Regions from separate parts of the Mus musculus genome. Here all the other regions are linked to region 3. A link is a contact called in public Hi-C, HiChIP or PLAC-seq and promoter capture Hi-C data. All regions are on one chromosome and are shown on one strand. The core of a region is the stretch at or near the end of the contact, and the rest is flanking DNA. Distances in the headings are between cores, read along the strand shown.

Region 1 (3,942 bases), core at 1,192-3,691, 430 kb after region 3:
GGCAGAGGCAGGCAGATTTCTGAGTCCAAGGCCAGACTGTCTTAAACAGTAAGTTCAGGTCAGCCAGAATTATACAGTGAGATACAGTTTCAGATAAATCACTGGAGGGAAGAGATAGGAGATAGATATGATCACATTTCATTTTTTATATTATGAAATTCTCAAGGAGTAGACTCAGTGGTCAAGAGTCAAAACTGCTCTTGCAGAGGTCCTGAGTTCAGTTCCCAGCAACCACATGGTGGCTCACAGCCATCTATAATGGGATCTGATGCCCTCTTCTGGTGTGTCTGAAGACAGCTACAGTGTACTCACATAAAATAAATAAATAAATAAATCTTTAAAAAAAAAAAAAAAAAAAAAAAACACATGCTATGTGGGGCTGGCAAGATGGCTCAGCGGGTAAGAGCACTGTCTGCTCTTCCAAAGGTTCTGAGTTCAAATCCCAGCAACAACATGGTGGCTCACAACCACCCATAATGAGATCTAACATCCTCTTCTGGTGCGTTTGAAGACAGCTACAGTGTACTTATTTATAATAATAAATAAATCTTTGGGCCTGAGTGAGGGGTTGATCAGAGCGAGCAGAGGTCCTAAAAAAATCAATTTCCAACAACCACATGAAGGCTCACAACCATCTGTACAGCTACAGTGTACTCATATACATAAAATAAATAAATAAATCTTTAAAAAAGAAATTATCAAGGAACCAAAATTTTAAGTGTTTTAAATATATATGTACTACATTTTCTTGTAGCTTCAAGAGGCATCAACTATAGTCTATCCTTGTTGGTCACACTCTCCCCTCTCTTCATAACCGAAGCTCCTGGACTACACAGTTTACACACATGCTCCTACTCTAGCCCAGACCCATCCTGTGATCACCACTATTTGACAGCTGAGGATACTGAGGCTGGAAGAACTCAGTCAGAGGGCTAATCAAGGGCCTTTGCAGCCCACCTGACTCCAGGGCCTGTGGACTTTACCTTGTAGCCATCTGCCTTCTCCACTGTCTTCCCAAGGGATAACTCCTTGGGAAGGCAATCAGAGCTATTCTCACTCTAGCCTGGGCTACTTCGGGAAATCCTTTTTACTTTTCTCCTCTCCCTTTCAATTCCACCTCTGCACTTCGATGCCCTCGGTTTTCCACGTACAGTAACCCTATGTTCTCCAATACCATATTTAGTTTGTGTCTGCCCTCTCAAAGTCATGTCTTGCTCACCCTGCCCCACACTGCATCCTCCAAGCCTCTGTTTAAAAGTCAGCACCTACCTTCCCATGGCCTTGTTAAGTCCCTTCTCTTCACCCCCATTACTCTTTATACCCAGTTAGAGTTAGTTCATGCATCGTTTATCTTTATTGCACCTTATTGGTTTTTTTCTTGGAGCTGAGGACTTGCACTTGCTAAGCAAGCACTCTACCACTGGGCTAAATTCCCAACCCCTCATCTAATTATCAATCTCTGTACACCTGTCTCTTTCTCGGACAGGTTTTGAAGGCACTGTTTGATCTTTTTCATCCCTAATTTCACAAACGTAGCACACATTATAACACTATCCAATGCATAACTGGATGTGTTAAAGTATCCTTTAAGAAAGTACTTTTCCCAAAACATAAAATCTAAACCTGGGACTCAAAGGGATCCTCTTGTAACTACTATCCCACGTACAGCTGGTTAGTTTACTAAGGTTGCAGGGATAGTCACAGAAAATGAGGAAGTGGGGGGAGCCGGTTTGGGTGTGTTTATGTTTTAATTTTACTTTTGAAATGCTAAAGAAAGAACCCAGCAGGAGAAAGCATAAGCTGCTTGCCTAAAACTGCACCTCGCAGCTAGCCTGAGGCTGCGCGGGTCTGCGCCCTGGGTCACCCTCGCAGGCAGCAATCCGGGCAGCACCTTCCCACCACGCCCGAGCAGAACCCCTGGGTCCAGTGCCCAGGACACGCCCTGCACAGTCAGTTCTCCTGCCACCTCACCCTAGGCCGTCTTCCCCAATCTCAGTAGAACTAACCGGTGGAGGAGCTGGGTGGGGCTCCCCTGCCGCAGCGCCTAGCGAAGGCAGAGGCCTCCAGGTTTCTACCCGCCGCCTCCGGAGCTCGAGAAGGCTCGGGCGCCAACCTTGCTACCAGCCATACAGCCAGCTGCTCTTCCGGGTCCGTGCGGTCCCAAGCCACCCGGCGCACCCGCCCGGCTGAGCCCCTGGGAAAACCCGAGCTTGGTCCCTCGCCCGCGCACCCCCAAGCCCTCGGCACTCACAGCCATAGTGCGGCCGGACCACACCCAGGCCATCAACCTCCTCCGCGGCGGACATGGCGGCCGAGTCCAGGTCTCCGGTGAGGAAGCGCAGAGACCTTGAAGACGCGGGCGACCGTAGCAGCAGTAACTCCTGCCCAGTGCGCGGGCTGTCGCTGTCCTCAGAGCCCCGCCCCGCGCCATCGGCCCCACCCTGCAGGTCCCGCCCCGCAGACCCCGCCCTTGAGTCCACGCCCAGCTGCGCTCCCCGGAGCGAGCGGAAGGGGCGTGGTCAGTATTACAGGACCCGCCCCTGCCCTCTTCGCTCTCCACTTGCGGAAGCGAGGAGGCGGGGTGCTGTAGCGAGTCCCTAGGCCGGCTTGGTCCGTTGTCCCGACACTCCTCCGCTGTCGCCCTATCTGCGGCTCTGACTAAAAGGCCGCCAATGTCTACAGCTTGAAATCCAAATGTTTTTAGGCGCCTGCCTTCTCCTGACAACTGAGTTAACCCCCTCTGCACCGCGGCTCCTTCAAGGAGCCGTTGCAAGTGGCCCAGAGTGTGATTATTGGAAGCAAGTAGGACCCACTGTCAGGAAAGACTCCCACTCCTACTCTCTGCTACATTCTGTCAATCTGACCTCTGTTCTCCCCAACAGTGCTAAAGAATAGAACTGCTCAATCTCTTAAACTGGGGGATGACGATGCTCACGCGGAAGAGCTGTTTATCAGCTCTTTACAATCTGCAAGATCTTAGGGGGGTTATCTTGACCCTATTAATAAGGATGCCTCGTCTCTTTACCCTTGTGATCTTTTAAAGTGCCAGTATTCAACCGAATTCTATTCTGAACCAGCCTGGATTGGAGTGAATCACTGGCTCTAATAATAATAATAATAATAATAATAATAATAATAATAATAAAGTAAAAGTCCCATTCTCAGGACTCTTACCCTCACCATAAACAGTTGATGGCTTCTACTTACAATCCAGACCATCTAGAAGCCCCTCAGTAGTTCCAAACTATCTAACGTGCATTTTTGGACCTCTCACAGACACTAAAACCTGTCAAACGTTGATCCTGTTCCTGCCCCACTCTCTGGAAGTGTTCCATCACCAGTCACACACACACCCCAGGTTCCTCGACTCACCTCTATTTCTGAAGCATCTAGTTTTGTTTCTGTCCCCACCTGTGATAACACTTTTTTGATCATCATAATCTCTATTCTCACTTGTGCCAACCAGATCATCATGATTGCCAGCATGCTCTTTCCAAAGTACGGAGTTCTTTGGGAAGGGGGACAAGTCTCACTATGTAGTTCTGGCTGTCCTGGAGCCCACTAAATAGGCAAGGCTACCCTTGAAGATCCACCTGTCTCTTCCTCCTGATTGCTAGAACTAAAAGCATGTGCCACCACACCCAGCTTCCGAGTTCTTGTCATAGATGTAATTTTTCCTGTTACTCCCTTCACAGTGCAGTTTGTGTACTTTCCCATGCCAGGTGGGCACCTTTACAACCCAATTCCAGGCTCTTTGTTCCAGCCATTTTCAATTTACTAGCTCTTTCCTTACAAACTTTCTTCTTAGTTGGGCATGTTGAGGCACGACTTTAATCCCAGCACTCAGGAGACAATAGCAGGCAGATCTCGGTGAGTTCAAGGCCAGCCTGGTCTACATAGTGAGTTCCAGGACAGCCAGAAATGTGTAGAGAGTGTGTCTGT
Region 2 (3,491 bases), core at 65-2,564, 370 kb before region 3:
AGACTGACTTAGGGTATCTTCTCCTATCGCTCTCCACCTTTTTTTTTAAACAGAGTCTCTTGCTGATGCCAGAGCTAACAGGTTTAAGTAACTCTTGATATTTATCTCCACCCCTACCCCAGTCCTAAAGGGATGGGCCAGCACCACCTTGTCCAGCCAGCACTAACACGGGGTGCTGGGGATCTGAAGCTGAACCTCGTGTTTCCATAGCAGACACTGAACCCAGAGAGAATATTTTCTTTTTTTTTTTTTTTTTAAAGATTTATTTATTTATTACATGTAAGTACACTGTAGCTGTCTTCAGACACTCCAGAAGAGGGAGTCAGATCTCCTTACAGATGGTTGTGAGCCACCATGTGGTTGCTGGGATTTGAACTCCGGACCTCTGGAAGAGCAGTCGGGTGCTCTTACCCACTGAGCCATCTCACCAGCCCCGAGAATATTTTCAAAAGCTTGAGTCTAGGGCTGGGGTAGTGGCTTAGTTGGTAGGACATTTGCCTAGCATGTACAGTTTCCACTACCACAGAAACAGGTCAGGGTGGCACACAAGTGTCATCCCAGCACTTGGGGGCTGAAGGCAGAAAGATCAGAAGTTCAAGGCCAGCCTGGACTGCTTGAAACCACCAAAAATAAGTAAAGAAAAGAGAGATGGATGGATAGTCTGACTTCTGAGCCCGTACTTAAAATAGTTCCAGTCTGTTAAAGGGAGGAAGGAGACGGGGGCTGGCCCTGGCTGAGAAGCAGAGGGGGTCTTACTCGGGCTACAGCTTCAAAGGGGAAACAAGAATTAGTCCTGGATGCTAAAGAGCATGGAGACGGGGGGGGGGGGGGGGGGGGCAGGCTTTCAGGTGGTTCCGCATGGTCACTGGGACTATTGAATGAAGGCCAGTGTGAGGCAGGCTTGGCGCAGAAGCTGGCAGGGGCTGGGAACTGTTTTACACAAGCGATTCATCAGGAGAGTATCCAGGTGAGGTGGGCCGGCAGCCACGAGCCACACAATTCAAATCTCATGAGTCCTTAGCCACTGCTGAGGCAGACGCTGGAGAATGGCAGTTCTCCTCCAGTAGCAAGACCTGTGTGGTACCTAAGCCTTAAATATAGCAGCTCTCGAGGGATCCTGCTCTTAACAGACCTTTAGAAAGAGAAACAGACTTCAAGAGGTTCCACGATTCCCATGGATCTGGGGTTTAAATCCTGGTTGACTGGAAATGGAGAGCTGAGCCTCCTTCTGCGGTCGGTTTGCTCTGTGTGAGCAAACAGTAGGGATCTGTGCAGCCTAAGAGAAGGTGCCAGTCTCCAGGGCTTCCACCCACTGCAAGCCGACCTGTCAGGCTGGCTCGGTGGCTCGGCGGGCGGCTCGGCAGGTAAAGGTGTTTGCTGCCAAGCCTGACAACATCGTTTAAATGCTCTGGAACTCACGTGGTGGAAAGAGAAAATCAACTCCAGGTTTTCCTCACACACCCTTTGGTACTTCACACACACACACACACACACACACACACACACACACACACACACGCACGCACATTTCTTAAAACCCCATTTGTCAGCCAGGCTTTGTGGTGCACACCTGTGATCCCAGCACTCCAGAAGCTGATGGTCAGTAGTTTAAGGCCAGTTTGACAGACACAAGATGAATGAATGAATGAATGAATGAATGAATACCTAAGTAAGTAAATCCCAAGGCTCATCTTCCCTTCATGCCTTCTGGATATCAAGGAGGCCACAAGGTCAATCTTTTCCTGGAGGTGACACCTGTCTGGGGGTGCTGGACAGTGAACTCCGAGTTTTGCCTGCGGTTCCCCAGTGCACCCCTGTTACAGGAAGGCCAGGGAAGTGAGGGACAGGCTACAGGAGGAACAGCCACAGCCCTGGCGGCTTCTCTACTTAGAAGGATGTGGGCAGGGGACTCCCTCTGCCACTGCCCCCTTGCCTCTCCCCTCTGGTCTGGGAGAATTTCTCAGGTATGGTGGGTGCTACCGCCCAGATGAGATGGGGGAAGGACAGCAAACAGCTACAGCTTCTCCTGACCTTGTGTTCACGCAAACTTCTCTTCATTTTGTTTTATTTTTTTTATTGGGGGCTGGGGTGGGAGGTATTGAGCTAGGTTTTTTAAATGTAATGGTCCTGACTGTCCTGGAATTTGATTTGTAGACCAGGCTGGACCTCGATCTCACAGAGATCTGCCAGCCTCTGCATGTTCTGGGGATGGTCTAAATGACCTGGCGTGAGACATTTTCTAGAATTTTCTCTTGAGTAACCTGTCTTTTTTTTAAATTCATATATTATATATTACATGATATATATGTGTGTGTATATATATACATATATATATACACACACACACATATATATACACATATATATATATATGTATGTATGCTAACCTGCATCTAATAAAAAATAGTTTTAGAAATATTTAAGGGCTGGAGAGATGGCTCAGTGGTTAAGAGCACTGACTGCTCCTCCAAAAGTCCTGAGTTCAAATCCCAGCAACCACATGGTGGCTCACAACCATCTGTAATGAGATCTCATTCCCTCTTCTGGTGCATCTGAAGACAGCTACAGTGTACTTAGATATAATAATAATAATAAAAAATTAAGGTAGTCTGCCTTTCTGCTTGTCTTGGAACTTTTTCTTCTGGGCTTTTGAGAGAGTTTCATGTAGCTCAGGGTGGCCCCAAATTCATCTGTAATTGGATCTGGCCTGTAAGTCCTGGTCCTCTGGCCTCTACACACCAAGCCCTGAGGTTACACGCCTACCTTACCACACCCACATGACCACTCCTGCCTCCTCCTCTTATTCTTCCACTTCATCCTCTTTCCTCCTCCTCCCTCTTTTTAGAGTTTTGAGGTAAGATATCAAATAGCCAAGTCTGGTCTTACACTCCTGGCCCTTCTGCCTTTGTCTTCCTAGTGCTAGGATGACAGGTGTGTGCCGCCGTGCCTGTTATATTTGTATTTTGGATGAGAATACTGTCTTCCTTTCCTTTTATACCAGCCTCCAGAAGCCCCAAGTCAACCTTGACCTCTCCCCCCACGGCCTCCAGAGTGCTTTGTCATGCTTTATATGTTGTTTAAATATATGTTGTTTGAGGTCAAAGAGCTGGCTCAGCTGTAGAGAGCGCTTGCTGCTCTTGTAAAAGGCCCAAGTGTGGTGCCTCGCACTCATATCAGGTGGCTCACAGTCATAACATCAGTTCCAGAGAAGATCAATTCCCTCTTCTGGCATCATCTTTGGGCACCATATACACACGCACACGCGCGCGCACACACACACACACACACACACACACACTCACACACATACACACAATCATGCATACAGCACACACACACACATTTACAATTATGTATTGAAAACAATTTTCTTAAAATTGTCAAGCTTGACTGATTTACCAGTAATACCCTCTTTCCCTTTGATTTCTATAAACTCTAAACTTCAAAAGCTATTGCTTCACTGGGTATCTGAAAATTTTCTCTTTTCCTTC
Region 3 (3,483 bases), core at 474-2,973:
TAAGGTACAGAGAAAAGACGGCCACACAGAAGATAGCAGCCCCACACACCGTCACCTGCTTTTTCAGCTTCATACTGACCCAGGAGGCACGTTCCTGGCAGGAGAGACACCACCTGTAGTTCTGGCATGCAAAACCCTTCTGTTGGTGTTCCTAACAAACGCTCTGTGGACTCCCAAGGAGAACCAACCTACTTGCTTGACTCTGGGTAAAAAAGCAAGTAAGCTTTCAAGTACCAAATCTTGGTTATGACTCCCAACACACAAGTAGCACATATATTTGGGGCTGGTCCTGTAGGAGAGGAGTTCTGATTCCCCTCAGCCCAAGCTATAGAAACCAGGATGTGGAGTGTGGGGGTGCAGTAGGTAAAGAGGCACTTGCAGGCAAGCCTGACAACCAAAGCGATTCATTTGATTCATATGGTGGAAGGTGAAAACCAACTACCACAAATTGTCCTCTGATTGCCGCATGTTTTCTGTGACGTACATGCACATAAATAAATGTAACACATTACAAACAAACAAACAGGGATAACAGAGCCCCAACTCTGACCCACACTTCATTACACAACCACTGATTGCAAACAGCTTGCTCAGGACTCTGAGAAGGCTCTCCCAAGCCACGTGTTTCCTCCCTTCAGATGTATACATAAATACAAGAGGTTTTATTTTGTTTGATTTAGGGGTACAATCACCAGCTGGAGAGACAGACAACCCCCCCACACACACACACTCACACCCTGCCTCCCCTGTGACCTCCTGGGGCTGACTGGAACTCAGCAGAAACAGTGCCTGGCCCAGATCCTATCTCAGAGAATACAGAATGGATTTCTTTTAAGAGAAAAAGAAATGCCCATGTTTCTAACGCAACCCAGTTCTAGGATTGTCCCCATCAGTACTGATTCCTGCTGTGCAAAACTTCCAGTCCTGGCTTCCAGAGTGCTTTAAAGGGACTCTTAGGAAGCTAGCGGCGAGACTGATAAAGTCCCCAGGGTAGCGGAAGCCAGGCACAGCGGCTCCGAAACGGGGCAACTCGAGACGACCCACAGTGCCTGCCGCCACCGCCCGCGAGTCCCCACTTGCCTGCCGGAGGAGGGAGGACGCTAGCTGCTGAACGCGCGTGGGCGGGACCGCTCTCTGGAGTCTGCTCTTCGGGCCCTGGTGCTGAAAAGCTCAGTCACCTCAGCCTGCGTCCTACTTAATGCGATCTGATTCCGCTCAGGAGCCTCCGGGCAATATTTTTAGTCCCTGGAGATTGGGTCCGGGCCAAAGAGGGCGGAGCTAGGGAGCAGGAGCTGGGTCACCGTGGGGCAATTACCTGCCGAGATGTAACCCCCCTCCTCCGGCCCGCCCAGCCCCCCTCCGGCCCTCGGGGCTCAACCGGCACCCGGGGGCCGCAACGCTCGCGGCCTGCAGGCTGGAGTCCTCGCCCACGCCCCGCCTGGCCCGTTACCGTACGCGGCCGGCCTCCGCGCCGCTCGGGACCCGGCCGGCCGAGCCGCCACTGCTCGCATCCCGGGGGACCGCGGCCCGCGCGCGGGCAGTTGCGCAGGCTAAGAGGGACGCCTGGCCACCCACCGCCCCTGCTCGGCCCCGCAGCCGCGCTCCCGCGGGGGCCAGGGCCGCTGCGCGCTCCCTGCGCTCGCCCCGCGCCTGTGCTCCCGCGCTCCCGCCTCCACGGGGCCGAGCGGTGCGCCCGGCAGGAGGAGGGGCGCGGGGGACCGCGCGCAGCGTCCCCTAGTGCCGGGTCCCGCCGCTGCCTCGCCCCCCGCCGGGTTCCGCAGCGCCCCCTGGCACCCGACTCGGTCGCCTCCCGCTGGGTCGGTGCCGGGGTCCGCTATGGCTGCGGGGCGGCTGTGCGCAGCCGTTGACCCGGCAGGGCGGGAGTGGCGGAACCCCAGCAAGGTCGCGCCACTGTTTCTTGTTGTGTTTTTGTTTTTTTTGTTTTTGTTTTTGTTTTTTCTCTTGGTCTTCCAAGAGTAAGATTTAGGCAGGAGCAGAAAGGGCAAAACCGTGCGGTGCTTCGTGGCCTCCCTGCCTGGCTCAATAGTGATGTTTCTTAGTCAAAGGAATAGTGCCTCCCTCTAGGTTTTGTGAGTTCCGGGTGGCTCTGGGTTTCCTGACACTAAGGGCGAAATGCATATCATCCGGTTAAAGGTTTATTGAGCATCCATGTTTCCAATTTACAGCGTAAGATACCATACTGCAATGAACATCTCCACAAATTCCACACTTTTCTTCCTTTTAAGATTAATATTTGGATGGATGTAGGAGCCCGTGCTTAGTCCCAGCACCTGGAAGGCAGAGGCAGGGAGATCTCTGAATTCGAGGCCAGTCTGTTTTACATTTTGAGTTCCGGGACAGCCATAGCTACTTGGGGGGGGGGGGGGGGGAGATTGCTTGCTAGATCGTAGTGGCACACACCTATAAATCCTCCTGTCTCAGATTGACACAAATTCGAAGCTATCTTGGACTACACATTTGCAATCCTGTTTCAAAAGAAAAAAAGATTGCTAAAATTACTGCCTGAAACTGAGCTGGCCCACTAAAAGTCCAGCTCTTGGGAAGTTGAGGCTAGAGGATCCCAGCAAACGGACACTAGCCTGGACTACGTAGCAAAACAAATATTACTCTCTGTTGTAGACTACCCCTAACCCCAGGTTCACATCTTGAAGTTCTGTCCCCAGATTTGACCATATCGGGAGGTGGGGCTTTGATAAGATTAAGATTAGCTCATGAAGGCAGAGCCCTTAGAAAGCAGATTATCCTGTCCTTATAAAAACATCCCAGAACCCAGGTCCTCAGCAGTCAAGAAACAGAGATAAGGCAGATCTTGGTGAGTCCCAGGCCAGCCTGGGCAGCATGGTGAGACCCTGTCTCAAAATAAAAATAATAGCAACCCAGAAGCCAGTGAGGTGGCTCAGTGGGTAAAGATGCCACCAAGCCTGATGACCTGAGTGTGATCTTCAGAGTCCACGTGGTGGAAGGAAAGACTCCTCTGATCTCCTACATATGTGCCACAGTGACTGCAAACACACACACACCACACACACACACAGAGAGAGAGAGAGAGAGAGAGAGAGAGAGAGAGAGAGAGAGAGAGAGAGAGAGAGAAGGAATCAAGCAGTTTGTAACTACAGTGGCCTCCAAGAAGGAAGAGAGCCTACATGCTACGGAAACAGGAAAAAGGGGTGGGGGAGCTGGACAGGTGGCTCAGTGGTTAGAGCACTGGCTGTTCTTCCAGAGGTCCCCAGTTCAATTTCCAGCAACCACACGGTGGCTCACAACCATCTGTAATGGAATCCAAGACCCTTTTCTAGTGTGCATGAAGACAGCTAAAGTGTATTCATATAAATAAATAAAAACTTAATTTTTTTAAAAAAGGGGGATATAAAAAGGCAGTAAGGTGTAGTCTTTTACAAAATGGGGATGAGGGGTGGGTCTTTCTCCAGTCTGCTGGCCTCCTCTGGCCTGGGAGAGAATCAT
Region 4 (3,788 bases), core at 693-3,192, 260 kb after region 3:
ACTGTCCTTCCTGTCACTTGTCACTTGCTGCCCAGCCTTTTGACTCCTCACACAGGACTTATTAGTTCATTAGTGACGCCCCTAGGCTAGCGAACTTCTGTATATCAGCACAGGTCCAGGCCCAGAATCCCAACTAGGGGCTTAGGAAACAATCGCAGAGAGACAGCTCATGATCAGTGAATCAGATCACACTCTGCGCTCAACAACTTTCTCTGCATATCTGTTTGGTTTTTCCTTTCCCTGGGAGCTGGCAAGCTTTGCTAATGCTCTTACAAACTGATTCAGAGCCAGGCCATCCTCTAGGATGTATTGCCCAGAATGAGACAGGTTCCCTGAACACGCAGTACAGTCCTTCCTAGGACTTTACCTGTTCCATTCCCAATGTCAGAACATTTCCTGGGAACTGCTAAGTTCTTGAATATACTATCTATGGTGACTTGAATGAGAACAGCCCTCATAGCCTCTCATGTTTGAATACTTGGTCTCTAGTTGGTAGAACTAGTTAGGAAAGATTAGGAGGCGTGGCCTTGTTGTAGGAGGTGTCACTGGGTAGGGGTGGACTTTGAGGTTTCAGAAGACATTCCCAGTTAGCTGTCTCTGCTTTGAGGTTGTGTCTCAGGATGTGAGTGCCCAGCTATCGCTCCAGTGCCATGCCTGCCAGCATGCTTTCTGCCATGCTCCCCACAATGATGTCATGGACTCTAAGCCCCTAATAAACTCTTTCTTCTATAATTTTCCTTGGACATGGTGTCTTATCACAGAACTAGAAAAGTAACTAAGATACTATCTGAAGTTATTTTCCTTAATTAATTAATTATTACTATTTGCCTCTTAGCTGTCCACCGTCTCCCAAAGGACTGTAAAACTCAAAAATACAGGGTTGATATCCCCTTCATCACTTTGAGCTCTGTGCCTAAGACATTGCCTGGTCCAGGAAAGGGTCTCCATGTGTGTTTAGTGAGTGGACACATCACACCCTACTTCTTTCTTAACCTTTAAGCCTCAATCCCCTTCTCTCTCCCGTCCGTGTCTCTCTCTCTCTCTCTCTCTCTCTCTCTCTCTCTCTCCATCTCTCTCTCCCCCTACCCCTTTTCTTCCCTTTTCTCTCTTTCCCTTCCCCCTCCTTCCAGTCTTTTCCTTCTTCATGCTGAGAATGAACCCTAGGCTGTGCACAAGCCATAAGGCTCTGCCACTGAGCCACGCTACCAGGGAAATTTTTTTTCTTGAACCCAAACCCTCAAGAATGCTAGGCAAGCACCTACCACTGAGCTGCACACTCCAGCCCCTGCACAGTTCAATCAGGCAGAGAAACATCTGGTTGTTTGCTAGAGGATTCCAAGCCATTTGGACAATCGCTCGGTGTGCCACTCCACATCAGATGTGCTCGTTAGATAAACTGCTTCCCTTTACCCTCTACATTCTACATGAAGTGTGGGAAGGAATTCCCACGATCCTACATCATTCTTATGTGCCCTGACGGACACCATGTAACAGAGAGAACTAGAAGTCACTGCAGCCCTGTGGGCTGGATCTGTCCAGTGGGGAGAGCTGGGAGAAGTCAACACTCCCCAGAACCACTGTCCTCACCTCTCAGCAGAGAGAGACCTAGAGGCCATGATGGCCAGGAAAGCTGGGCTTCCTCTCTACATCCCTGCTGTTCCTCACAGGAGTATTCTCCTGCATATGTTAGCATGGCCACTGAGTGGACGAGCCTGGGCTACATGAGTCGCAGCAGTGGACTCTTGGGCAACTTACTCTGATATCTTAGTTTTCTCGTGGGAAAACTGAGGGTTAAAAAACAAACGACTCATTGAATTCTGAGGACTAAATGACATATAAATTGCCTAGCACAGTGTCTGGCATGGGTAGGTGCTCAGTAAACATGAGTGCCCTCCCCCACTTCCTGGTTTCTAAGCTTATGAAGCCAACTCTGCCATCACTGCCAGGAATCAGCTCTCTGCAGGGAGACTCGCCCCGCCCATCTGCTCCTTCCTCCGCCAGGCTTGTCCTGAGCTCAGTGAAGTGAGAGAAGCTTCCTCACTTCTGCCTCTCCTTGTCCTAACCAGCAGGCTCAGGTTTGTCTGCCCCAACCCTCAGTACTGTGCTGGCCCCACTCAGAAAGCCACCCTAGCCTGGCCCCTGTCCGACTCCCAACAGACAGTGCTGAGCTCAGCCGGTCGGGCTCACAGCTCCTTTCTTCATTACTCAGCCACACAGAGTGCGCTGGTACATCTCTGTTTAGGAGGCTTCCTAAACGCCCACTTTACATCTTACCTGTCATTTACTGAGTCTGAGACTAGACAGACAGACAGTCTTGTAAGATTTCCTCTTTCAGTTCCAAAAGCAGGTCATCAGGTCAACAAAACACAAACACATGGATCTGCCTGGGTTTGGCTAGACAGCCTACATCTCTCTAGTTGATTCAAAGTCAAGCTTAATACTGCTGATTTCTGAAGAAAACGTCAAAGATGCCTTGTCCACCAGAACTGAATGCTTATGTTCTGTTCTAGTCAACGGAACTTTACCGACGCTCTCATAACCAACGACCGAGCTCTTCCCAGTCTGGCTGTAGGGATGTTTACAGTTTTAAACTCTGTTACTTTTATTGCTTCCTCTCTGCAGATCAGATGAAGCTCTGAGGCCACAGGGGAACCACAGGGAGATAAATCCCGGCCATTTCTCAATCATTTCAAAACACACTCTCCTCAGACAGGGAAAAAGGATATCTGTCTCCCTGGCTTGTCCCCAGACCTTCGGTGAAGGGGGTGGAAGCGGTTCCGGGCTGGCCTCTCCACCAGCCCATGGTGGCGGGTTCCACGAACATTATCGGCTTGATGAAGTGATGGCTGCAGAGAGAAAGAAGAACAGTTAGCCTCAACCATGAACTGCCACTCACCCTCAGGAGCAACTGGTAACAGACAAAAGCCGGAGCTTCTAACTTTACTATTGCATGTTGGTGCTTTGCGTCAAAGTAAATAAAATGTCACACATGGCTCTGTTTCTATATAATTACAGAATATATCAAAAATAGCCTTTAATGTGTTAATATGGAAGCAGGCAGATTCTATACAAAAATTGTCACAATTAGGAAATGGAGAATCCGGGGGACTACGACTTCAAGCTCTTCTTGCTCTTCTAAAATTCTCCTCTAAGATGTGTTTATTGGGCCAGCAAGATAGGTCAGTGGGTAAAGGTGCCTGCCTCACCAACCCCGAGTCTGAGTTCAACCCCTGATCCCACAAACAGAAGGAAGGAAAGAACCAACTCTATGAAGTTATTCTCGGATCTCTACACAAATGCCAGACGCACTCGCCCCCATACACAGACACACACACACACACACACACACACACAGACACACACACACACACGCACACACACGTTTAAAACTGCAATATCGAGCTGGGTGCCACACACCAGTAATCCCAGAATTTGAAGGGTAGAGGCAGAATAATCACAATTTCAAAGCCAACCTAGGCCACAGGGTGAAACAAACAAATAAACAAAACCAAAAATAAATATCAAAAAGAAATCAAACCCTGTTGCCCTACAGTACTTAATGCTCCTTTTGCTCTTCAAGCCTACCTGTATATAACCTTTACATTATATAACTGTATATAACCTTTACATTATATAACTGTATATAACTGTATATAACTGTATGTAACTTTATATTAACAAGCCTACCTGTATATAACCTTTACATTATATAACTGTATATAACCTTTACATTATATAACTGTATATAACTTTATATTAACTTTTATATTGTTGCACCTCAGAGTGAA
Region 5 (3,824 bases), core at 1,036-3,535, 350 kb before region 3:
TTCTGCTCTTCCTGTCTCTACCTTCCAGAAGCTGGGATTTCAATCCATGCACAACTGTGCCTCCCTCTTTTTAGTTTTGTTGAGACAAAGTCTTGCCATAATGGCCTTGGCTAATATATTATTCAATATGTAGTCTGTGCTTGCCTAAAACTCCTGGCAATCCTCTTGTCTCAGCTTTCCAAGTGCTGGGACTACAAGTATGCACCAATGATGCCTGACTGAGGCCCAGCTCTCTCGGGCTCCTACCAGTTTGCAAAGCCAGAACAAGGAGATGGTGTCTCTGGTGGTTAAGTCCTTAGTTGCAGGCTGGGGAGCTGGCAGGAAGCAGGCACAGAAGCGAATGGTTGTTGAATGACTATTTGACTGTCAGAGAGGACTTTGTCTTTTTTTGAGAAAATATGACTTGGGTGTTCTGGAGAGGGCAGGTGATGACAGAACTGTGGCTTCCAGCATTCCCTGTTGGCTGGTGAAGGTGCTGAGGTCACTAGAGACCCAGTGTGCTGAGCCTGAAATCACGGGGTCCTTCTTGCTGAACCAAACTCTCTGGCTTCTGTTTTCTCACTCCTTGCCAGAAATAAATCATGTTCTGAGTGACTGGAGTCATTGCTCACAGCTCCGTGAGCTGGTGTAGGGTGGGGCGAGGGGCAGTGGCCTTGGGGCTCCTGTCATTAAAGACCCAGGCCTTTGGGCTGGGGGGAGGGGAAGGAGTGGCTGGTCCTATCCCTGGGAGGCTGCAGTCATTGGGGGAGAGACAATGGGGCTCTGCATCTGCTCCTCGCTGGGAGAAGGGACCCTCCAGTGAAAAGCCAGGGAGAGCAGGGAAGTGTGGGAGGAATTGATGAGAAGGGGTGGAGCCAAGGAGATGCAGCCCGGAGGAAGGAGGGAAGGGGAAGGAAGAGCGCAGGGAGGGGAGAGGATCCAGGCTTCCCTTCAGCTCGGTGACCTGGTCCGGAGCCACAGCTTCCCTCGCTTTGTCTGGGCCCGCCGAGACCTCACGTTTCTCGCCCAGCTGCAGCCCCAGTCCAAGGGCCAGGCATCCAGCAGGTGCTCAATACTTACTTGGGAAAATAAGAAATGTGGCCAACTTTGCTCTGGGAACTTTTCCCCCGTGTTGTCTCCACTCCTCTGGAGAAGCCGAAGACAGAGCTGGTCTTGGGAGCACGCCCAGGCGCCCCATGAATAATTGACCCTTGGTGGCGACACTGCCCCGCTCTGTCCGCGGGCTCCGTACCCGCCCATGCGTCGGAGTCGAGCGGCGCAGCTCTTGAGTGGCGGGTGTCCGGGAGGTTGGAGGCGGGGTGTCCGGCCTGTCCCAGAGCTGGGAGGAGGCCAGGCTATGCCGAACCCCGGGCCCCGCGGGGAGCCACAAGGGCCCAGACCTCAGCGAACGACCACGCCTCGGCGCCCTCCAGCAGTGCACCCCGGGGTCGAGCCTAGGCCCTGGGCTTGGGGAGGATGCGAGGGACCCCGAACTCCTCTGAACCCCATTCGCACCCGGGTCCCGGTGATAGCAGCCGGGGCCGTTCCCTCGAGTCTGACCGTCCAGGGCTCTGCGAACAGCTGTTTAAAGGCTCTTTACTGTTGAGGGCTCTGCGGCGACGTTTGCTCTAAGTCCCATCTGCCCACTTAAAAAATATATTAAGTGAAGAGCACCCCCAGCTTCCACCCCTGACTGGGGAGGGGGCAGGTTGAGCCCTAACCCGTATTCGGAAGGACTGGCCACTCGGGCTCCCCCGACCCCAACCCCCATTAGCTCTTATTTGGGATAGGGCACCCCAGACTTCCTGGGGGCTGCTCTCTGGAGCCCCCTTTGTGCCTGGCAGGGACAGCCCCCCCATTTCCATGCGAGGTTCTGACGCTCCCTTCTCCCCCGCTTGTTAATCTTTGTTCCCCTTTTCTGCTGAGAGGAGGGGAAAAAAAAGAGGGAGAGGGCGAAAGAAAAGAAGGAAAAAGGCGTGACTCGATTTTCAAACGAAACTCCCACAGCAAACAAAACCCTTTTAGAGAAATAAAGGAGGAAGGAGGAAGAAAAGAGGGAAGGGGAAGAAAAAAAAGAGAAGCCTCCAGGCTTGCAATTCGAGTAGGAGAGTTGCAGCGAGAGAAAGAAAGAAAAGAAGAAAAATCCTCTCTGCGGTAGAAAGAGAAAAAGAAAACTTGGGCCGAGGAGAGGGGGGTGCTGGGGGGGTGGAAGGAAGTGAGAAAACAAAAGAGAGATAAAAGGGCTGCTTTTCTGTCTCTCTTCCTCTGCGAGCAGGCTTAGGAGGAGCTGTTTAGCATCCCTTCACGTCAGCCCTGCCTCATTCCCTTCTTCCAGGGAGGGAGAGAGCGCGAGCGAGAGAGCGAGCGAGCGCGAGAGAGAGCAGGAGGGAGAGAGAGAGGGGGGGAGAAAGAGAGGAGCCGGAGGGAGGGTGGCAGAGCAGGGCGGGCGCGCGTGGAGGCGGCGCGCAGCTGCAACCCGGGCGGTGGGCAGCAGGAGCCCCCGGCCCGCCCGGCCCGGCCAGCCGAGGGCCCCCAGCGCGAGGAGCCGCGCCCGGACCCAGGGTGAGTGTCCCGCGAGCCCGCGGCCCCGCCAGCCCCCGGGCGGCCCGCGGCGGGGTGGCTGGGGGGCGCGGGGGTGGGTCGCTGCGGCCGCGGTCGACCCGCCCCCCGCCTCTCCCCGGGGACGGCGGCGCGCAGGCAAACATGTCGTCTTTTCCTTTCACTTCCACATTCCCTCATGCCGGAGAGCTGGAGCGAGAGAAGGGGAAAGAGAGAGAGATGGCGTCTGGAGGGGGGGAGGAGGAGGGAGGAGAGGGGGAAGGGAAGGAGAGAGGAGAGAGAGAGACAGAGAGAGAGAGAGAGGAGAGAGAGAGAGAGAGAGAGAGAGAGAGAGAGAGAGAGAGAGAGAGAGAGAGAGAGAGAGAGAGAGAGAGAGAGAGAGAGAGAGAGAGAGAGAGAGAGAGAGAGAGAGAGAGAGAGAGAGAGAGAGAGAGAGAGAGAGAGAGAGAGAGAGAGAGAGAGAGAGAGAGGCACAGGCAGAGAAGCAGCAAAATGAAAGGAAAGCGCGGCGGTAGCGTGGGAGGCCGGGGAGGCGGCGGCGGCGGTCTCCGGCCCGCACGTGGGTGTCGCGGCGCTCGGGGATGCTCCCCCCGCACCCGGCCCGGGACTCAAAGTTTCACCCTTCGCCGCCCCGCCCCTGCGGCTGCCCACAAACTTTTTACTCCGGGAGCGGGTGGGGTGGCCGCGCGGCCCGGCCGGCAGGGTGGCTAGGGCTCAGCGCGCAGCTGGCGTGCCGGGCGCCCCTCGAGGGCAGCGGGCGTCACCAGCGCGGGACCCCGGCCCACCTCGGTGGCCCCGTCTCCGACCTGTTGAAGGCGCACCCCCCGGGCCGGGAACCGGTGGGCAGATCCCCACGGCAGATCTCGAGCCTCCCGTGGCTCGGCCTCCCTTCCTCGCCGCCCCCTCTCCCTCTCCTCGCGGTCATTTTCCTAATTGGACGGAGCTGTGGGGCGTGATCGTCGGCGTCAGACGGAGGAGCCCCCCGAATCGGGTGGTCTTCCCTCCACGACTCTCAGACCCCACCGAGCCGGCCTCGGTGCTACCCCCCACCCCTCCGCCCCAGCTGCGGACTTGCTAACTCGTGCGTAGCGGGTTGTTGGTTTTCTTTCTTTTTTTTTTTTTTTTTTCAACTTGCCTTTTAAGATGACTTTTATGGTCCCTGCAACTGCTTCCCTCCAGTCTAAACTGTAGTTTGGGAAGATTTAAGAGGCCAGGGAGGTGCTTGTGTGGGCTTTAACTAATCCAAAACGGTCATTAATGTATCTCTACGCCCTGCGTGATGGTTC
Region 6 (3,751 bases), core at 149-2,648, 490 kb after region 3:
ACGCGCGCTCAACTGGCCAGGAAGAACGACGCTGCAACAGGATCCTTCTGCACACGTTTATTGGGAGAGCTTGATTGTAGAGGCGAAAAGACCCTGAGCCCAGAACTGGTGCTGCTTACATAGGCCTAGGAGAGGTGTGTCTCACATCTGATTGGTTAACTTGTCTTGGCAAAAGAACCTTCACTGCCTATGTATGTGTAGTGGCCAGCAGTAGCCAACTGCCACTCTGCAACTGCCACTCTGCAACTGCCACTCTGCAACGGCTTCCCACACTTAACCACTGAACCATCTCTCCAGCCCCCAAGTCAAGGGTTTTAACTAGAGCGAGTAAGGGAGTAAAAGTTTGTATGCTCTTTGGGAAGAGAGCAATCCGTACAGAGTAGGAATGGCTGTGTCGGGGACAGAAGTGGGTTTAGATTTATCCTTTATCTGTTATCCTCTCCCTGTCCCTCCATTAAGGCGGGCACTAAAACAAAGTGGCACACTTTTCTTGGAAGCTCATTTCACCCAGTCTTGGGGCTTAAGTGCCCTCAAAGCTGAAAAGTTCACTTGGTGAAGGGGTAGCAGGCACTCCATGCATACTCTTATCTAGAGATACCCTGAAGCCAGTTGAAGCTGAGCCAACTAGTAGACCACTACCATCTATTGCTGTTCTTTACATCCTGTTTTGGGGACCTTGAGATGACCCATCTGGAAGGACCACTATTGTCCTTTGTGTCCTGTTTTAGGGTGCCTGGGTGGTCATTCCCTCCCAGAGCTAACCTCTTGCCTAACTGTAGGGCAGGTTCCAAGGAGCCGACTATAGACTAGGACTTACAAAGCAGAAAGAGCGGGGCGGGGCTTTCGTGAAGACGCAAGAATACCACGTGTGAAAACAAAGGGGAGTGCAACCCCGGAGTGCAAATGCCTGTGCGTAGCTGCAAATTTCCAGGAGAGGTGCGAACTTGGGCCAAGAGGAACTTTGATTGCGCAGATTTCTTCTCTGCTTAGAGTCAGCTTTTGGCTCTCGAGGGCTCATTTGCCACTCAATTCTCAGCTGAAAAAGACTGATACATTCACCCAGCTTTCATTTTTTATAGATAAATACACGCGAGCTTTAGAGAATTGGCACTATCTGTCTCAGGTGAAAGCTTTGGGCAGTACTAGAAGACAGACAGCTAGTCCTGGGTCGTCCTCTGCCTCTGATCCGGAGGCATTACTTACGGCTATCAAACCCTCTGTTCGCTCAGGTACAAACCACCCCCCCCCCCGTCTCTGGGTAAACTACATTTCCCGCAATGCATCGGGTGGAACTTCCCTCCCAACGCCCATCTGGACGCAGTTTTCACCAATAGTGGAGCAGAATTTCAGGAACTGTTGTGGACAGCCAATGAGAGTGGCCATGGGCGGGCCTCTCCCGTCCATTGTTCTCTGTGCCCCTTGGGCTTGAGCTGAGGTGAATCCAGAGGGGCCGGGCCGGGCCGGGCCAGACCGTGGGGTGCTTTTGCGCTCAGAGAGATAGCGGGAACAGGACCTGGTCCCTGGAGAGGCGAGCGGGAGAGGCAGGTCAGGAGCCGCGCGCCCCGCGGGGAACAGCCAGAGAGACAGCGAGTAACGGGCCTGGAGCCAGCTCAGGGCAGTTTGGGGGAGGGGCGTCGGTGTCCGCGCCCGACGGGCTGGACGCGCAGCTCTGCGTCCTGGTTCTTCGGAGCCCTCGAGGCTCCGCTCACACCAGAGCGCTGGGTACGCGCAGCCTAGGAACGCAGGCTTTACACTGGGAAGGGATGCTCGACGACATCCCACCGAGCCGCCTCCTTGACCAGGTGGGGAAACTGAGGTTCTGAGGGGGCGTGTCGGAGCCAGGCTTAGCTAATAAGCTGTCTAGGTTCAGTGTTCCCGGGATGTCCAGGAAGAATTACGATGTATTTGTGTTTCACGTAGTCATTTTGGACAAATTGACATTGGGAGCTTCAGTTTTCTTTCTGTTGTTGCTGTTCTGTTTTAACTTTTGCTATTTTCATGGGGGAGGGCATGTTATCTGATTCTATGGTGTAATGATTTTTTAAAAATAAATATTCATTGCTTTCATAATACTTAAATAGTTTTTAATTCCACTGCTTTGAATATTTTGTAGAGCTACTACTCAGATCTAGGTGTGTGTCCCCCACACCCCCACCCCCCGCAATGATCCCCATGTGTGTTCATTTAAAAAGGAATTGGGCAGGCAGTAATCTCAGCACTCAGGAAGCAGGACAGGCAGGTCAGGAGTTCGAGGCCAGCGTGGGCTACATAATGAGATCTTGCTTCAGAAGCAAAAAAATAAACAGAAATGTCTGTACTGAACATGTAGGAGCGTTCTCGTTATTATTCCCAAACAGTACAGCATACCAACTGTTTACATATTATTTACACTTAAGTATATGTTGTCTAGAGATGATTGAAGGTATTTGGTACACCATTTTATATAGGGGCCTTGAGGAGTCCTGGATTCTGGGATCTGGGAGATTATCTGAGGGCAACCTCCTTTGAAATATAGCACTAATGACTTGTAGTGAAGCTGGGGGCACCTTGACATGCGATCCATTAGTAATCACTATGATGTTCCATATGATAAGGATGAGTGTTATCTATTCATTAAGTGGTCACTGAGGTTGAATGACTAACCTCTTTGTTAGGTCACAGTCTCTGAAGGGAGTCTGAACTGACTTAGGGTAGGATATGTCAGTTCTGTTTCTCTCAGCCCAGATCACTGCATCCCACTACTCTTCCTTTGGTCTTCTGAAAAGAGCAATGCTGTGTATGTGTGTGGTAGTTATTATTATTATTATTATTATTATTATTATTATTATTATTATTGGGTTGCTATATCCCCTTGTTGTCTTTAAATATCTACTAGGTGTTTCTACCCCACTTCAGACCATATTGTTCCCAGATAAAAGACACAGAAACCTGTAGATTCATAATAAGCTTAAAAGCATTAAAGTTGGGCTATTTTGTCTACCTCCCAAGGTATCACTTGCCATGCTCTGCCTGGGCCGCTTCTACTCCATCAGGCCAGCCCCTATAGCCATGGGCTCATGAACTACCTCCCCCATGGCCACTTCCTTCTTTCTTTTTCTCTCTTCATGGTCTCTACCTCAGATCCCAAGCCTGGGAACCTTTGCTCCACCCCCTGCCTTCTGCCCAGTCATCTCTATTGGCTGGGATAAGTTGGGGGGTGGGGCAAGGTTTACAGAGCATCATTTGGTGTATATGAGACCTTCTAGTTGCGTGCAACCAGATCTTGGGGGCCAGTATTTAGCATTTGAATAGTGATATCAGACCAATGTTGTGTGTGTGTGATATTTCTTCTTTTTTGGGGGGGGGGTGGGTGTTTCAAGACAGGGTTTCTCTGTATAGCCCTGGCTGTCCTGGAACTCACTTTGTAGACCAGGCTGGCCTTGAACTCAGAAATCCGCCTGCCTCTGCCTCCCGAGTGCTGGGATTAAAGGTGTGCGCCACCACGATGGGCTGTCATATTCCTTTTGCCATAGAGAGTCACTGCTTTTAGAAGTAAGGCAACAAGCCTCTGTTGGTTTTAAATATGCGGAGGCTGCTATGAGATGGCTGTAGCAGTTTCCTTAGTGATTCTGGTTCTCTGCCTTGTTTCTCAGCAGTGTTTCTTGTTGAGATTGGAGGAAAGACGGCCTTCTCAGAGAGCCTGACTGGAGACAGGTGTTAGGCTTGAAGCCTTCGTGACCATCCAGGAAGTTGGACAATGGCAGCCGAAGTG

The links. Promoter capture Hi-C pulls out the DNA fragments that hold promoters and counts their contacts. A called contact is a pair of places that touch in the nucleus more often than the background predicts. HiChIP or PLAC-seq counts read pairs in DNA pulled down with a chosen protein or histone mark.
Region 1: a contact with region 3 is called in a promoter capture Hi-C map of erythroid cells, with 31 times the contacts expected there. The contact joins the promoter of Iqgap1 here to the promoter of Man2a2 in region 3. A contact is called at or near these places in 2 of 39 promoter capture datasets (cranial neural crest and erythroid cells) and 2 of 9 other capture datasets (liver and macrophages).
Region 2: a promoter capture Hi-C map of stem cell-derived epiblast-like cells shows a contact between it and region 3, with 4 times the contacts expected there. The contact joins the enhancer-like site here to the promoter of Man2a2 in region 3. A contact is called at or near these places in 6 of 39 promoter capture datasets (the C10 cell line, embryonic stem cells, liver and 2 more), 1 of 15 datasets of contacts at CTCF or cohesin (large pre-B cells), 5 of 484 Hi-C or Micro-C datasets (B cells, embryonic stem cells, large pre-B cells and 2 more), 3 of 115 datasets of contacts at active chromatin or transcription factors (acute myeloid leukemia, large pre-B cells and pro-B cells) and 1 of 9 other capture datasets (adipose tissue).
Region 4: an H3K27ac HiChIP or PLAC-seq map of acute myeloid leukemia shows a contact between it and region 3, with 2.3 times the contacts expected there. The contact joins the enhancer-like site here to the promoter of Man2a2 in region 3. A contact is called at or near these places in 8 of 39 promoter capture datasets (the C10 cell line, the HPC-7 cell line, HPC-7-derived erythroid cells and 5 more), 1 of 484 Hi-C or Micro-C datasets (double positive thymocytes), 10 of 115 datasets of contacts at active chromatin or transcription factors (the HPC-7 cell line, acute myeloid leukemia, bone marrow-derived macrophages and 7 more) and 3 of 9 other capture datasets (adipose tissue, liver and macrophages).
Region 5: a contact with region 3 is called in a Hi-C map of pre-pro-B cells, with 2.8 times the contacts expected there. The contact joins the promoter of Zfp710 here to the promoter of Man2a2 in region 3. A contact is called at or near these places in 4 of 39 promoter capture datasets (the C10 cell line, liver, neutrophils and 1 more), 1 of 15 datasets of contacts at CTCF or cohesin (large pre-B cells), 4 of 484 Hi-C or Micro-C datasets (B cells, CD4 T cells, pre-pro-B cells and 1 more), 3 of 115 datasets of contacts at active chromatin or transcription factors (large pre-B cells, pancreatic cancer cells and pro-B cells) and 2 of 9 other capture datasets (adipose tissue and pancreatic islet).
Region 6: a contact with region 3 is called in a promoter capture Hi-C map of liver, with 6 times the contacts expected there. The contact joins the promoter of Zscan2 here to the promoter of Man2a2 in region 3. A contact is called at or near these places in 7 of 39 promoter capture datasets (the C10 cell line, cranial neural crest, frontonasal cranial neural crest and 4 more), 2 of 484 Hi-C or Micro-C datasets (B cells and embryonic stem cells), 11 of 115 datasets of contacts at active chromatin or transcription factors (T-cell acute lymphoblastic leukemia, embryonic basal ganglia, embryonic forebrain and 8 more) and 2 of 9 other capture datasets (embryonic stem cells and liver).

The regions. Positions count from the first base shown.
Region 1 is chr7:80,800,890-80,804,831 of GRCm38.p6, forward strand. It overlaps Iqgap1 (IQ motif containing GTPase activating protein 1), which reads right to left and starts at 2,442. Exons shown (of 38, transcript NM_016721.2): 1 at 2,252-2,442. The coding sequence starts at 2,306.
Region 2 is chr7:80,004,042-80,007,532 of GRCm38.p6, forward strand. No RefSeq gene overlaps it. Among named protein-coding and RNA genes, the nearest start is that of Zfp710, 20 kb to the right of the region's middle. Within about 2 kb of position 1,315, at least 17 of the 459 cell types and tissues checked have an H3K27ac peak or open chromatin away from gene starts, as enhancers often do.
Region 3 is chr7:80,369,652-80,373,134 of GRCm38.p6, forward strand. Man2a2 (mannosidase 2, alpha 2) reads right to left here and starts at 1,724. Exons shown (of 24, transcript NM_172903.4): 1 at 1,451-1,724; 2 at 1,081-1,278; 3 at 1-94. The coding sequence starts at 73.
Region 4 is chr7:80,626,894-80,630,681 of GRCm38.p6, forward strand. It overlaps Crtc3 (CREB regulated transcription coactivator 3), which reads right to left. Exons shown (of 15, transcript NM_173863.2): 3 at 2,727-2,846. Among named protein-coding and RNA genes, the nearest start is that of Gm15880, 7.2 kb to the right of the region's middle. Within about 2 kb of position 1,943, at least 231 of the 459 cell types and tissues checked have an H3K27ac peak or open chromatin away from gene starts, as enhancers often do. A contact at or near this core is called in the HPC-7 cell line, acute myeloid leukemia, adipose tissue and 10 more, where this site is marked.
Region 5 is chr7:80,023,943-80,027,766 of GRCm38.p6, forward strand. It overlaps Zfp710 (zinc finger protein 710), which reads left to right and starts at 2,286. Exons shown (of 5, transcript NM_175433.5): 1 at 2,286-2,541.
Region 6 is chr7:80,859,533-80,863,283 of GRCm38.p6, forward strand. Zscan2 (zinc finger and SCAN domain containing 2) reads left to right here and starts at 1,399. Exons shown (of 3, transcript NM_001382511.1): 1 at 1,399-1,545; 2 at 3,633-3,751. The coding sequence starts at 3,737.